2 separate regions of the Oryctolagus cuniculus genome follow, and region 2 is linked to region 1. A link is a contact called in public Micro-C data. All regions are on one chromosome and are shown on one strand. The core of a region is the stretch at or near the end of the contact, and the rest is flanking DNA. Distances in the headings are between cores, read along the strand shown. Region 1 overlaps SYT1 (synaptotagmin 1). Region 2 has its middle 130 kb from the start of PAWR.

The links. A called contact is a pair of places that touch in the nucleus more often than the background predicts.
Region 2: a Micro-C map of ear pinna shows a contact between it and region 1, with 7 times the contacts expected there. The contact joins two enhancer-like sites. A contact is called at or near these places in 4 of 6 Hi-C or Micro-C datasets (ear pinna, embryonic fibroblasts, skin fibroblasts and 1 more).

Annotation. Positions count from the first base shown.
Region 1 is chr11:82,252,076-82,259,010 of mOryCun1.1, forward strand. The region is part of intron 11 of SYT1 (synaptotagmin 1); the gene reads left to right. Among named protein-coding and RNA genes, the nearest start is that of PAWR, 230 kb to the right of the region's middle. Within about 2 kb of position 3,771, at least 4 of the 8 cell types and tissues checked have an H3K27ac peak or open chromatin away from gene starts, as enhancers often do. A contact at or near this core is called in ear pinna, where this site is marked.
Region 2 is chr11:82,352,722-82,359,390 of mOryCun1.1, forward strand. No RefSeq gene overlaps it. Among named protein-coding and RNA genes, the nearest start is that of PAWR, 130 kb to the right of the region's middle. Within about 2 kb of position 3,935, at least 2 of the 8 cell types and tissues checked have an H3K27ac peak or open chromatin away from gene starts, as enhancers often do. A contact at or near this core is called in ear pinna, where this site is marked.

The DNA of each region.
Region 1 (6,935 bases), core at 2,521-5,020:
TTCCTGTGACATTGCGTCGCAGAATGACAACTGTGACATTCACATATTTGAGCTGTCTCTCTGTAAGTGAGGCTTCAGGACGCCTTACAAAGTTGCGTTATTTAACTGTGTCCAGATGGAACAGAGAACATTCTCACACTGAGCAATTATACCAGCAGGCCACTGATTAAGGAGTTGATGCTTGTTACCATATGAACAAGAGAAATCCCATTTCTGGAAGCTAGTACCCTATCATTTCTGAATAAAAGGAGTGTTTGTCATTAGAGTTTTCTGAGGAATTAGAATTATTTCACTTGAATTTTATTTCCTTGTGAATAAATGAAATCTGCAAAACCACCACACTCTTGTGCCATGTTAGGACTTGCTGAAATCATAGAATTTCACAGAATGAAAAGTACTTTTTCAGAAGAATGCATAATTTCCAAAGTTCCAAATAAGCAGGAATTCACATCCCTTAGGATTTTGTTGGATTTTCCAATGGGTACCTTCTTTTTTTTTTAAGATTTTATTTATTTATTTATTTGAGAGGTAGAGTTACAGACAGTGAGAGGGAAAGACAGAGAGAAAGGTCTTTCATCCATTGATTCACTCCCCCAATGGCCGCAACAGCCAGAGCTGCGCCAATCCAAAGCCAGGAGCCAGGAGCTTCTTCCAGGTCTCCCATGAGGATGCAGAGGCCCATGCACTTGGGCCATCTTCTACTGCTATCCCAGGCCATAAGCAGAGAGCTGGATTGGAAGTGGAGCAGCCGGGACTCGAACCCGCGCCCGTACGGGATGCCGGCACCACAGGCAAAGGATTAACCTACTGAGCCACAGTGCCAACCCCCAATGAGTACCTTCTTAACTAAAGGCTCATAATATAAATATTGATCAATTTAAGTACAATTTTGTAAGATGCTAACATGGGCCTATCTATAGGGATAAGAAAATAGATTCATTAAGCAAACATCTGAGGTATTATACCGCAGTTTGGCGAATAAATTCATAACTACAAGCACTCAGAGAGCCCTGTACTCAAGGCCTCGTAACTGAAAGTGTCACTGCAAGATGTACAAATTCCAGTTAAGAATGCATTAGGCTGCAAGGAACAGAAAGCCGACCTACAAGTAGTAACTTAGCAACTTGGAGATTCTTTTTTTTCCCGTAACGGGAAGTCATAATTAAAACATTGGCTAGCCTGCTCTCCGATGCCCACAGGAACCCATGCTTTTCTACTTTTCAGCTCCTTTAGCCTAGCTGTATTGGCTTCTGCTCCCATGGCTGTCTCCTCATGGTGTAGTTGAAGGCAATGGCTGCCCCAGCCGAACCTTTTCCCTTTACTGAGAAAACAAAGGGTTTCCCAGAATTCTCACTCAGATTGCCCTTAGGTCTTACTCATTAGAGGTTCACAGGGCTTCTATTATTTAAAAGGCTGAATGTGACACACAGAAACAAGACTGCCAAGGCTGGCTCTTAAGTACAGAAATGACATAGGAAAGGAATGGTGTGGAGCAATTAACATGACGCTGACAGAGGCAGAAAGAGAATCAGTAGGACCAAGTGAAGTACCGTTAATATGATTCCAGCATTAGGACATCAAGGTCTAGCGAAAGATCCTCTTATGATGGCTCAGTTTTCAGTGATCTCCATGGAAGAAACAAACCAATATGAACAGGTGGTTAGATACTGCCTAAGCAGGAGTCCGGAGTACCCTGCACAATGATGGCCACTGTATCTACAACTGCTTGACAGGGCTATACCTAGCTCAGAGAAGGTCTCTGGGGTGACAGATTGCCTTGGAGCTCTTAAAGGTTACATTTTTAGGCTCTTAGCCCCTGGGGAAAAGTCTACAAACTAAGATAGGAATAAAAAAGTGCAGTCCGATCATAGCTCTATCTCTGGCTATGAAACACAGTATGTAGTTACACACACACACACACACACATATCTATATAAAGTTATATGTTACATGTAAGTTTTTCAATGTTATCTCATGTGCCCGGATTCCTGCCTTATTCCATACAATTTTTACAACTTTCCTAGTTTCTGCTGCTAAGCCAATCTCATCCCCAAATCGGTAGCACTAGAAATTTCAGGCTCAACTTAGGCCAAAAGAGCTTAAAAGGAACCAGGAGATAAAGCCAGCACCAGATCCAGTGCTATCATTGTTCTCATACTACTTTTTAATGGTCTTTCTACCTTACAGAAGTATGCACCAATTAATGTTGGAAACACTAAATGACAGTTAAGGGTCCCTAACTCTGGTCTCTGCTTGCTGCTTGGGATATATTTCATTTGAATCCCAGTCCTGCCACTTACTACCTATAGGAAATGCCTAGGCCCTATGTTTTCCTCTGTTAAATGCTGATCACAGCTTTCCCTACCTCTCTGAGTTGTGGAAAGTGAATTAATATTGGAAAGTGCCTGGCACATGAGGGTTCTCACGGAATGTCAACTGCTTGTATTATATCCCCCATGATTAGTCGAATGTTGAGGCCAGCCACGCTGCTTTGGAAGCCATAAAGCCCTCACTCAAACCCTGACAGTTTCACAAGTCATCTGTGTGACCCTGGATGAGCTCCTTAACAGTGTCAGCCTCAATTTCTTCATCTGCTAAAGGGGTATCACAATTCCTTTTTCATAGGGCTATAAACAAGATGACATATGACAGTGCTTAGCACAAGTCCAGACAAACAGGTACTTTGTATTCATTTTTTACTTCTCTGTGATTCATTCTTCTCTGAGTTTATCACTGGAAATCCCCCAGGATGATTTGTTACTTGTGACTAATCATTCTCTGTGTCCTTCTCCCCTTAATTTTAGTTGAGTGAAGCAAACTTTTAAATTTAGCATCAGGAACTATCTTGAAGGGAAAATAGTTTTGCAAAAGTAGCCTCTTATGTACGGTATTAAGAGTCCTTTCCACAAACGGGAGTGGCAGAGGGAGGATGCTACAGCCTGCCATGACTCCTTAGCACCAGGTGGTGGCACTGCCTCCCCTCTGCCTCACTTTCCCACCACCAGCTCTGAGATCCGGCTGCTCTCTAGAGCTGCTCACCAAGCTTTATCAGTTGGGAAGAACTGAGAGCAAATAAAAAGTTGAGTCATGGAAGAGTTACCCTCATTTGCCATACCATTGGGATGGCGCCAATGCTCGCATTTTCAGACGCGCACATGCTAAGCTCTGAGAAGATCCAGTCTTCTCTGTGGACCACTGCCATCAAAGTCTTGACGCAACTTGCAGGCGAGGATTATCTACAGCACAGAGCCTGTGATTTTGAGGTGAATCAGCGCCTTCGATGGCCTCCCCTGGTATCCGAGGAGGATCTGACTTCATGGTCCTTGCACCTCTCTTCCTTGTGGTACACTCACAGAAGGCTTTAGTTTCAGAGTGCAAATGTTTGGCCCTCATCCGGTACACTCAGGGTAAAGGTAACTCTCTTCCACTCCTCCGTCTTCTTTGACCAGTTCTCTACCACATCATCAACTCCTTTTTCTAGGTCTTGCCTCCTACACAGAGTTTCACTCCCTTAATCCTGTTCAAACTGCCTGTAACGCTGACCAACACCCAAAGGTGCTGCTTCCAGAACAGGTTGAACTGGGAATTGCAAATGCCAGGGTAAGAGTCCTGCCTGCCCTGGAGTCAGTGTGACCTGGGTGAGGGTTATGGGAAGCAGTCCTGAGTGAGCCACTCTGAACAGAAGATGGCAGTAGCGGCCCAGGATTTGGGCACCTCTTTCCCAGTCCTTCCAGCAAAGGGCATTTCTCTTAGGTTGAATGTGAGTCTCAGAACCAGAAATTGCACGTGTTCAAGGCCAAACAAACAAATGGACAAAGGGAGGAGCTGCTTCTGAGTCATACTGCAAAAGGAGAGGCAGAGCCCTCCAGAAAACAAACACAGGCTTTTTTGGAAAAAGCAAGGGTTGGAGATCCAGCGCGCATTCTTACTCAGGCTTTGGGCAGGTTGTTTAGCATGGTGACTCAGTCCGTGCCCTCATGTGGATTAAGGGATAAGGAAGTCTTCCTCACAGACTTGACAAAACTACTTTGTAGGTTCCAACATGCTATAAAAATACAAGACAGACCTTTTTGTTGGTTTTAGACTATTCCTTTGGATTTGTCCCTGCATCTCCAAATTCCCGAGGCAACTTTTTCTTTTTTCCTTTTTTTTGGTTCAAGTGCTACAACAAGAAACAGTTTGAACATAGGCCTGTTATTTCTCTGATAATTATAATTTTCCAGAGAGTTATGGCACAGAAATTACTTTGTAATCGCTCTAAATTCTTTGCTTCATCCTGAGTCTACATTTATGCACTCACTCGTGCTCCTGTCATCTGTTGTCTTGATTTATGGAATGTTCTCTCTCCGATATCCTCATTTCCTACCTCTGCCTCCTTTAAAACTTACTTAATATGGCTGCAAGGTCAAATTCCTCATCATTACAGCATTACATTCTCAGGTGTAATCATTACAGCCTTAATAAAGCAGGCAGTAACTTCCACAACAGTCTGTTTAATCCACTAGATAATTGCTCAGCCTTCACTATCTAACCCCTATCCACTCCCTTGCCACGATTCTAGAACCACTGTGTTATGGTTTGAACCATCTATTAATTTGGCACATGTGTTAATTAAAAATTCATTTCTAGCCAAGTACATGAAGGATCTGGGGCTGTGTATAAAAAAATGCAAATACGATTAATCTTAACCAGTTTCACTTGGAGCAAAAACAAGTAGCCAAAAAGTTTTCTCATAATTGCTATACACTCACAGACCCTTCAAAATTGAAAAAAATCATACATGTAAAGATACTTCAGAATTAGCTGGGCATTATGGCAGAAAATTTATGAGCCATGCTACCACCCAAAATCATTTTGATGTTGTTAATAAGGCAAACATGTATTACTTCTCTTTGCTCTACTTGTGACTGGGAGTGAATTTTATCCATAAGTAACATTAAACCAAACTAGGTTCTTACACCTGAACAGCCAAGAGGTACAGAAATTTCCACATAGCCTTATTAGAGAGTGGGATATGTAACAGGGCCATAATCTAGAATCAGTCCTCAGTTTTATTATTTATTTTGCTGCCTTGATCATTTTTCTGCACTCATTTGGCTTCAAGGCATAGACATTCCCTGTTGATTATCTCGGCTTGGCAGTGGGTTTCTGCTACACATTTTGATTCCTAATATGGTAGCGGGAGAGGGTTTTGTATGAGTTCCAGCGAGTTTCTCTGGGCTTGTGGAATGCAGTGAGGAAAGAATCCTACAGAGATGAAAACAGGAACATTTGCATTGATAAAGAGAAAAAGGAAAGAAAGACAGAAAAAGGGGGATAGCTCTCTCAAAATTTCTGGCCACTTACGCTTCTAATAATGTCTTACAGTGGGGACAGGGGTAGGGAGAACTGAGGTTAAGCCCTTTTATTGTCCATATTCTTGGCGACCATCTCAAAAAAAACCATTTTGAAATGCCTGAGTGTTTTTACAGAGGCACTGCTTACGAAACAAAGTTTTCATCTTCAGCATCCAAGTTTCAATCCCTGAAGCACCCTATCACACTGCCCTGCAAATTAGCCATATAATGAAGAAGTCTGAAAGAATCATTTTCATGTCCCCAAAAGACAGTTATAGATCGTGTCTGTTCACAGGGTATAAATTACAGTTGTGTAGCAATATGGACGAATGTTAAAGCAATGCCTTAATTGCCTCTCCGTGTATAGATTATTTGGGAGTTCGATACAGTTTTTCTCTCAAGGTCGTAAATTAGTTCACAGAAATACTCACTTGGTAAAAATCCTCTAACAGTGCTTCCCAGATGAAGTATTTTGCTTTAATAATGGACTCCTCTTCCCTAAATGTATTTACTAAAGGCCTCTCTCTGTACCTTAATAAGGTACACTTGCACTGGTGTAAAAATGTCATTATTTTTTATCATTATTCACATCCATTTAATGTACTTTTGTGTAATTAAGAAATATATTTGGCAGCTGTGGCCTCCAAATTGCCTAGGTCAGCATTGGAGGTCAAACCTAGGTAGGTTTATTTGGTGCTGCATAAACAAAATCGCTTGTGAGACATCATCTAGAAATCTAAGGAACTGAACACATATTATAGAAACGTGGAAGTATGATTTTTTTTGTCATGCTCCAAATATTTCCTTTTTCTGGACAAAGAATTTTTAGAAGCCCTTCACTAAAGGGTTCTAATTAGTTAGCAACAACCACAAACACTATTAGTACATTAGTTCAGCCCAGACTGTCTGAAAACAATGGACCCCAAAATAGCAGAGATGTAAATGAAACAGAAATGTGACGCTCTAGAACACAGCATAGTGTGAAAGGAAGCAATCCAAAGCAGATGCGGAGTCAACCACAAAGAACCAGGACTGCTATCTTTGCTCAGACTGTGGATTTCATTTCAGGGACCTATCTGTGCGGCACCTCCAGCCAACACATCCATTTGAGAAAGAAAAGGGAAAATCAAGGGTGAGCCTAAGCCCTACCTCAAAATTCTTCAAGTGCTACAGAGTAATTCCACCTAACATCTCACTGGTCAGAATCTAGTCTTGACCCCCAGCAAGGAGAGCTGGGACATGTAGTCTTTGTTCTGGGTGGCAATTTGCCCAGCTCAAAATTAGGATGCTAAAACTAAGAGGAGGGGTGACTTGAGTCTACAGCATAGTCAGGTTCACGGGCTCCTCAACTTGCTATCATTGCTGGGCTCAAGACGGTGACTCTGCTCCCCCATGTATAATGACATTTATTTACTTATATTAAAAGTAGCATTTTTGTTTCACTAACATTTATGTAGCAAAACTTTTTGAAAAATTTGAAAATGAGACAAAGTTTTTTTAAACAATCACAAAATTTGCCACCCAGAAATGAGTGAGGTTAACTTTTTGGTGCATATTTCAAGACCTGTTGTCATTGCGGATGTGTATATCTGCACACAT
Region 2 (6,669 bases), core at 2,685-5,184, 100 kb after region 1:
GGGCGGGAGACAGGAGCCTGGTCTCCATGGTTCTGCCACTCAAAACAGTGGTGATGACGGAGCACCTGAGGCCTGGGCAGAGTCAAGGAGGCTGGAAAGAAACCCAGGGTCCTAGTACACATCTGGAGTAAACACTTCGGGCTAGAATCTCTTGCTAGAAAGCCTAGGGGAAAAACAGGTTTTCACTGAAGCGTTCCCTGAATCTCACAAACCCAATGCAAAAACAGTAGCGTTAGAGTTCCTAAGACGAGCTACCCCAGCAGGAGTCCCCTTTCTCCCTCCTTCCTTCTCCCGTCCCTTCCCTCCTTCTCCCTTCGTCTTTCTTGTACACAATCTGGGAGTCTATTTGGGTAAAATGGAGAAGTGGGGCGCACCTCCAGTTTGTTCCTTTTTAGCCACAGCTACACCACTAGAGGGCAGTGTCTGCACTAATCACAAACTGCTCATTTCCTAGGGCCCATCACACATCCTGTGACAGGATGTTTCAGGATTTTCCTTCAATTCTACTTGTAAACAAATAGCCTTGGGGCGGAGACACGCAGCTGCACCGGGCAGCAGGGCGCAGCAGGGATTGTGCAGGCCAAGGTTTTGGTGTACCTTGAACAATCTTAATCTCCTGGCAGCCCCCTTCACAGCCCAGAGCCGAGGTTTGTGTCTCAGTCCTTGTAAATCTCAGTCCAAGTTTTGGAATTTCTCTGAATGCCATCCCTAAGAGCAAAAAGAACCTTCTATGGGAACGAAACGTTACATAATCCGGCACAGCCGACTGTGTACAAGATTCTGTTTGGTTTCCACGCACAATTTACAAGGATGTGGTTCGTTCAAAAGCAGGATTGTGCAACTGGGCAAAAGCTGTCAGTGGATTGATCAGGCAGGCAAACCTGGGCAGGAAGAGCCACATGCTTCTCTCTGCCCGAGACGCTGGGAATGTGAACCGGGTGGGTAAATGTGGTCCTGGTTGGAGGACCCAGTAAACAAAGTTGCTAGAAGCCCTGGGCTCCGTTGAGGCAGAGTTCCCTGCCTGTGAGCTCAACCAGTGCTCCAGGGCATACACTTGGCACTCCCTGCACGAGGGGGTGGGGGCGGGGCTTCGCTTCTGATCTCTCTTGAGATTAGTGTTTCAAGAAGCCACGCAGGCTGAGCAGTGGGAGGAAAGACCCAGGTGGAACTGTAAATCAAGAAATAGGAAAGAAATTAGGAAAAGGAGAAAACAGGCTCTTCACAGACAGGTGCATAGCTGCCTGCAGCCCTGATGCCTCCCATACTCCAAACAACAACGGCTATTTGCTGATGTCAAACGTATCAGCTTAGCAGGAAAGATAAATGAAGGGGAAAATCTTCAGGCAGAAAGATTTTTGAAATTTTTCTGCAGTGCCAAAACACAGTCCAGGGTTCAAACGGGCCATATTTGGACAATGATTGCTATGTTATTTCTTCTATCTTCTGTGTTTTCACTTCTATATAATAACATTAACACTCTTTACACAAGGTCAGTACTATTTACCTAGAACTTTCCCACAAGTCTCTTCTCTTTTGCCCTCCTCTCTCTTCCTCTCCCAGGGTCATGAGCACATACTATGTTTCTGAGAGAGAAAATGTAAGAGGGAAAGTTCGCTGGGATTAGTCAGGATTGTAATTAGGGGATTGTAACTCAGCAAATCTACACTGATTAGGGCAAGACAGAGCAGAAAACTTGTCCCTAGGTCTAAAGATTCAACAGAAGACTATCAGGGTTGACCTCACACTGCGTTTCAAAGCGGCAAGGAAAGAAAAATACAGAAAAACAAAGCCAGGATGGAAGTGTGCTGTGGGAGGGTGCACAGTGAATAGGAAAAAATGCTATGGAAGATTACTCCTGACCCAGCAAAACCTGACCAGAAGGAATGTTGACAAAGGGTGGAGATGCATTCAAGAGTTTTGCAGACGGCACCTCTGGCCCACACTTGCCAATCATAACCCCAGGAAAGTCACTGGGAAGGCACCATGGCCTCTTCTTTTACAGGCATTTTGTTTCTAGGACCATGCCCTGGGAAATCAGGGAATAAGCCCCTTGTCTTTACAAATCTGAGATTTGCTACAGTGGGACAGATAAAAACCAATGGCTAGGAAGGGGTAAACCGTCGATGAGATCCCGGTTGTAACTCGGTTGAACAGAGTTGTTTCAGTACATGACAACTTGGCTCCAAGCGGTATTATTCTGAATGCATAATTGATGGGGCCCGTCTGTTTTTGGTAAAGGGACTTTTGTTTTGCTTTTTTTTCTTCCCCACTCTCACTCCGAGTGAATGGCTTTCTCATTAGACAATGTTCACATGCCCTTGGAAAATGTATTTGGAATAGAAAGACTCCCCAGAATCACAGATTGGAATGCCAACAGAGCCAAGTATCTTCTTCCCCATCTTGAGATGGTTACATGGGAACTCACGCTGATCTCCACGCACGGGATGTCGCAGGTAAGACTACTGAAGCCATGGGACCATCTAATTAGCGTGGTTATTAAAGTCCTACGGCACTCTGGTGAGCAGAGCTGTGGACTAGCACTCAGAACATCTTTTCTCATTCCAGCCCTGGGTCCTGGATTTATAGAAGCAAAGCAGCTACGAACACTTTGGGTCCTCTCACCCATTCTGCAGATGCTTTAGTAAGCATCTACCTACTCAAGGCCTTAGGCACTGGGGCACGATAACGAACAAGATTTTGGCATAAGCCTATCTTCACATAATTTGGAATCATGGAAGATAGAGGCCAGCAAAAAAAAAAAAAAAAAAAAAAAAGCAATTAGAATGTTACACTCTCTAGGGTGGTTACCATAAAAACAAAAAACAAAGAGAAAGAGAAAGAGAGCTTGGTGAGGATGGTAAGCAATTAGAACCCCGAACACTATTGGTGGGAATCATGCAGCTGCTGTAGAAAACGTTCTGGCAATTTCTCAAAAGGGTAAACATAGTTACCATATGACCCAGCAATTCACCTGCTGGGTGCTTACCCAAGAGAACTGAAAACATAGGTCCATACAAAACATGCACACAAGTAGTCGTGGAAGCATTATTCATGAAAGCCAAAACCTGGAATCAGCCTGGTGTTCGTCAACAGATGAATGGACAAGCAAAATGCGATAAAAATATACAATGGAATATTACTCAACCATAAAAAGAATGAAGTCCTGACACATGCTACATACAACACGGATGAACTTTGCAAGCATTTCGTGTAGTGAAAGAAGCCCCACAGGAAGACCAGTATTATACTATTCCATCTATGCCAAGACTGGGTAGATCCCTGTGGAAACAGAAAGTAGATCATTGCTGAGAGGGGTGTGAGGGACAGGTGAGTGGGAGTAGCTAGCTGTCAGTGGATTCCTTTTGGAGTGAAGGAAATGTCATGAAATTACAGTGGTGACAGTTGTACAAGCTTGTGGACGTATTAAAAACCATTCAGTTGTCTAGTCTGAAAGGGTGCGTTATGGTAAACAAGTTCTATTTCAATAAACAAGGTGATTATAATGCATGTGATGAATGCTACATTAAACCGAATGCTATTCTACATGTTTAGGGTGGCACCAGAGAAGGGGTTCAGAAGGGATTCCTGAAAGAAGTGACTTTAAAAAAAAGATTTATTTTATTTATTTGAAAGACAGAGTTACAAAGAGAGAGAGGGAGACAGAGAGAGAGAAATCTTCCATCCACTGGTTCAGTCCCCAGATGGCCACAACAGCCAGAGCCGGGCCATGAGCCGGTAGCTCCATCAGGGTCTCCCATGAGGCTGCAGGAGCCCAAGCAGTAGAAGTGGAGCACTCAGGACTCAAACCAGCACCCACATTCCTGGGACGCCAGCAATGTAGGCAGCGGCTTATTCATTCACAATGCAAGCCCCAAAAAGTGACTTTTAAATAGGAGGAAGATGGATCAATACAAAACAAAGGGTTAGCAAAACATACCCAGTGCTGAGGGGAGAGAGCCCATGGTACATTTAGGGGAACAGTAAAATGTACCCCCACTTACACCCCCATCCCCATGGTAAAGAGTTTGGACTTTGTCCTACTTGTAATGCGAAACTCTTGGAAGAGTTAAAGCATGGGAGTGACGAGATCTGGTCTGTTCTTCAGAAAGCTTGTTCTAAAGGCAGTGTGGAGAATGGATTGGAAGTGAGGCAGGACTGGAGGCTGGGAGATGATTCGTGAAGAGGTTACGGCACAAGTACAAGTCAGAACTGACCAAATAGGGAAAACTGGAAGGTCCTGGGGAAGTGCTTCCAAGCTCCCTGTAATGCTTTGCCAACCACAACAGCACGAGGCTCCTCCAGGAAGCGAGATGCGGTTTGCAAGGAGCGGTGCTGATGCTGAGGCTGCCAGCATCTTTCCCAGCAGCCCCCACCCCTGCTCTCACATCCAACTGTAAATTCCATGCCCTCCAGACAGCGGCCCCCGTTTCAGACCACCATGGCTACCAAGATCCTCACCACGTGCAACAAAAAGACATTCTGCTCTAAACAGCACAGAGCAGGAAGTGCTGTCAGAAACGTTGGAGTTCAAATTCCTGCCCACCATTGCCAAGTTTAAGCGGTAAGCCTCGGTCTCTGAGCTCATTCTCTTCAAGTGAGAAGGACAATGCATACTCAGCTTTGCACTGACGACTCACATAGGCATGTGCAGATCTGCTTTTGCATGAAGATTTACCTCTGCAGGATGATGTTAGCTTTATTTGCTAACAATGTAAGGGCTAATAAAACAATAGCTACATAAATAGCTTAGAAAAGCCTTGCACCAGGCCTGCTATGTAATGGATGTTGAATACGAGTGGTTTCTGTGGTGACGATTCCATGATGCAATCCTACTTCCTCAATGCAAGGAAGACATCGAAGGCTGAGTAAATATGCACTGGGCCTGCTGCTGTCACCGTCTTATTTTGTTTTACTTTTTAAGGTTTATTTATTTATTTATTTGAAAGGAAGGGATACAATGGCTGGGACTGGGCCAGGTCGAAGCCAGGAGCCAGGAGCTTCTTCTGGGTCTCCCACTGCTTTCCCAGGCCATAGCAGAGAGCTGGATCAGAAGAGGAGCAGCTAGGACTCAAACTGGCCCCATATGGGATGCCAGCACTGGAAATGGAGGCTTAACCTGCTATGCCACGGTGCTGGCCCCAACTGTCACCATTTTAAGAGCTAAGAAAGGGGGTGGGACCATGATGCAGTAGGCCCAGGAAAGCAGTAGAAGATGGCCCGAGTGCTTGGGCCCCTGCACCAGCATAGGAGACTGGGAAGAAGCTCCTGGCTCCTGGCTTCGGATTGGCGCAGCTCCGGCCATTGCAACCATTTGGGGAGTGAACAATGAAAGGAAGATCTTTCTCTCTGTTTCTCCCTCTCACTGTAATTCTACCTCTCAAATAAATAAAATCTTAAGAAAAAAAAAAAAGCTAGTAAAGCCCATTCCACTATCATGCTAGAGACAGATGTTTGCCAGTTGAGGAACTTAAGTTATTTGCATCCATCGTTCCTTAAACACCAATTCATAAACCAAATCATTTAAATTAATTCCTAAAAAGAAAGATCCCAGCACTGCTCTGAGCAGTCTTTAAATCAGGCTTGTTGTCTCTCAAGCAGGAAGGCCCACGTCCCAGGTAAAAGCGCTCCTTTCTGGAGCCCAGCATACCTCTGAGGCAGCCGGCCATGCAGGGTGTGAGGCGTGGCCTAAGTGCAGTGCTGTCTGGAATGATAATGCAGCATAAGAAAAGCACGTCATGTCTACACGCAGCAGGCCATTTAGTTTAAAGAGCTCTCCGGGCACCTCTCACCGAAGTTGTTGCACAGAAAGGAAGACCTTTTCAAAATGGAAGCATGGAAGGTACCCAGCCGTGTTAAACCCTTGCGTAAGGAGCTGACTGCCCTCAGCACTAAAACCCAGGTCTTTACTCTCCCCCTTTACCAGATTGCAGTTCCGAGTGATAAAAGGTGATTTTAATACCTGACCTCATAGTAAACGAGGTTTGGAGAGTGGTTGCGTGTGCGCACGCATACACACACACACACACACACACACACACAGCATCTGTATCTTCCATGTATTTGAAAAATATTGCCTCTCTCCTCCTCCCATAGTATGCAGTAAAATTTATCATCAAAGAAATAACCTTGTTAAGCATGGTTCTTTCTTAACCATTGCAATGGATTTCAGAAAGCACAAGGTGGCAGAAGCACCCTAGAAATACAATGCGAATAAACTTTAGGGCAACTAGAGCACCATGGAAACTGCGATAAAATCAGGTTTTTTTAAATAGACGAAAATAAGAGACCTTTTCCATTATAATAACAAACATTCCCAGGAAAGTCTGGAAAATATGACAGGTAGATGGGGAAAGACAACGGCACCACCCAGAGATATGGACAAATGTTTATTTCTTCTTTCTACTCCAATTATTACTTGTGATTATACCAGATGGGCAACTTTATATCCTCCCTTTTAACCTTTAGTGATAACACTTTCAAATCTTATTTATTCAAACATCTCTTTGTGTCATCAAGGATTTAAGGCATCTGCATGTGTCCATATTTTTATAAACTCTTAAAAGATCACTGATTAGTTAGAATCTAATCTTACTTGTGGTTTCCCATTAGAGCAATTGCTCTAAGTTAAACATCACAGGCACCCAAGTCAGTGCATTTACCTTTTAATAT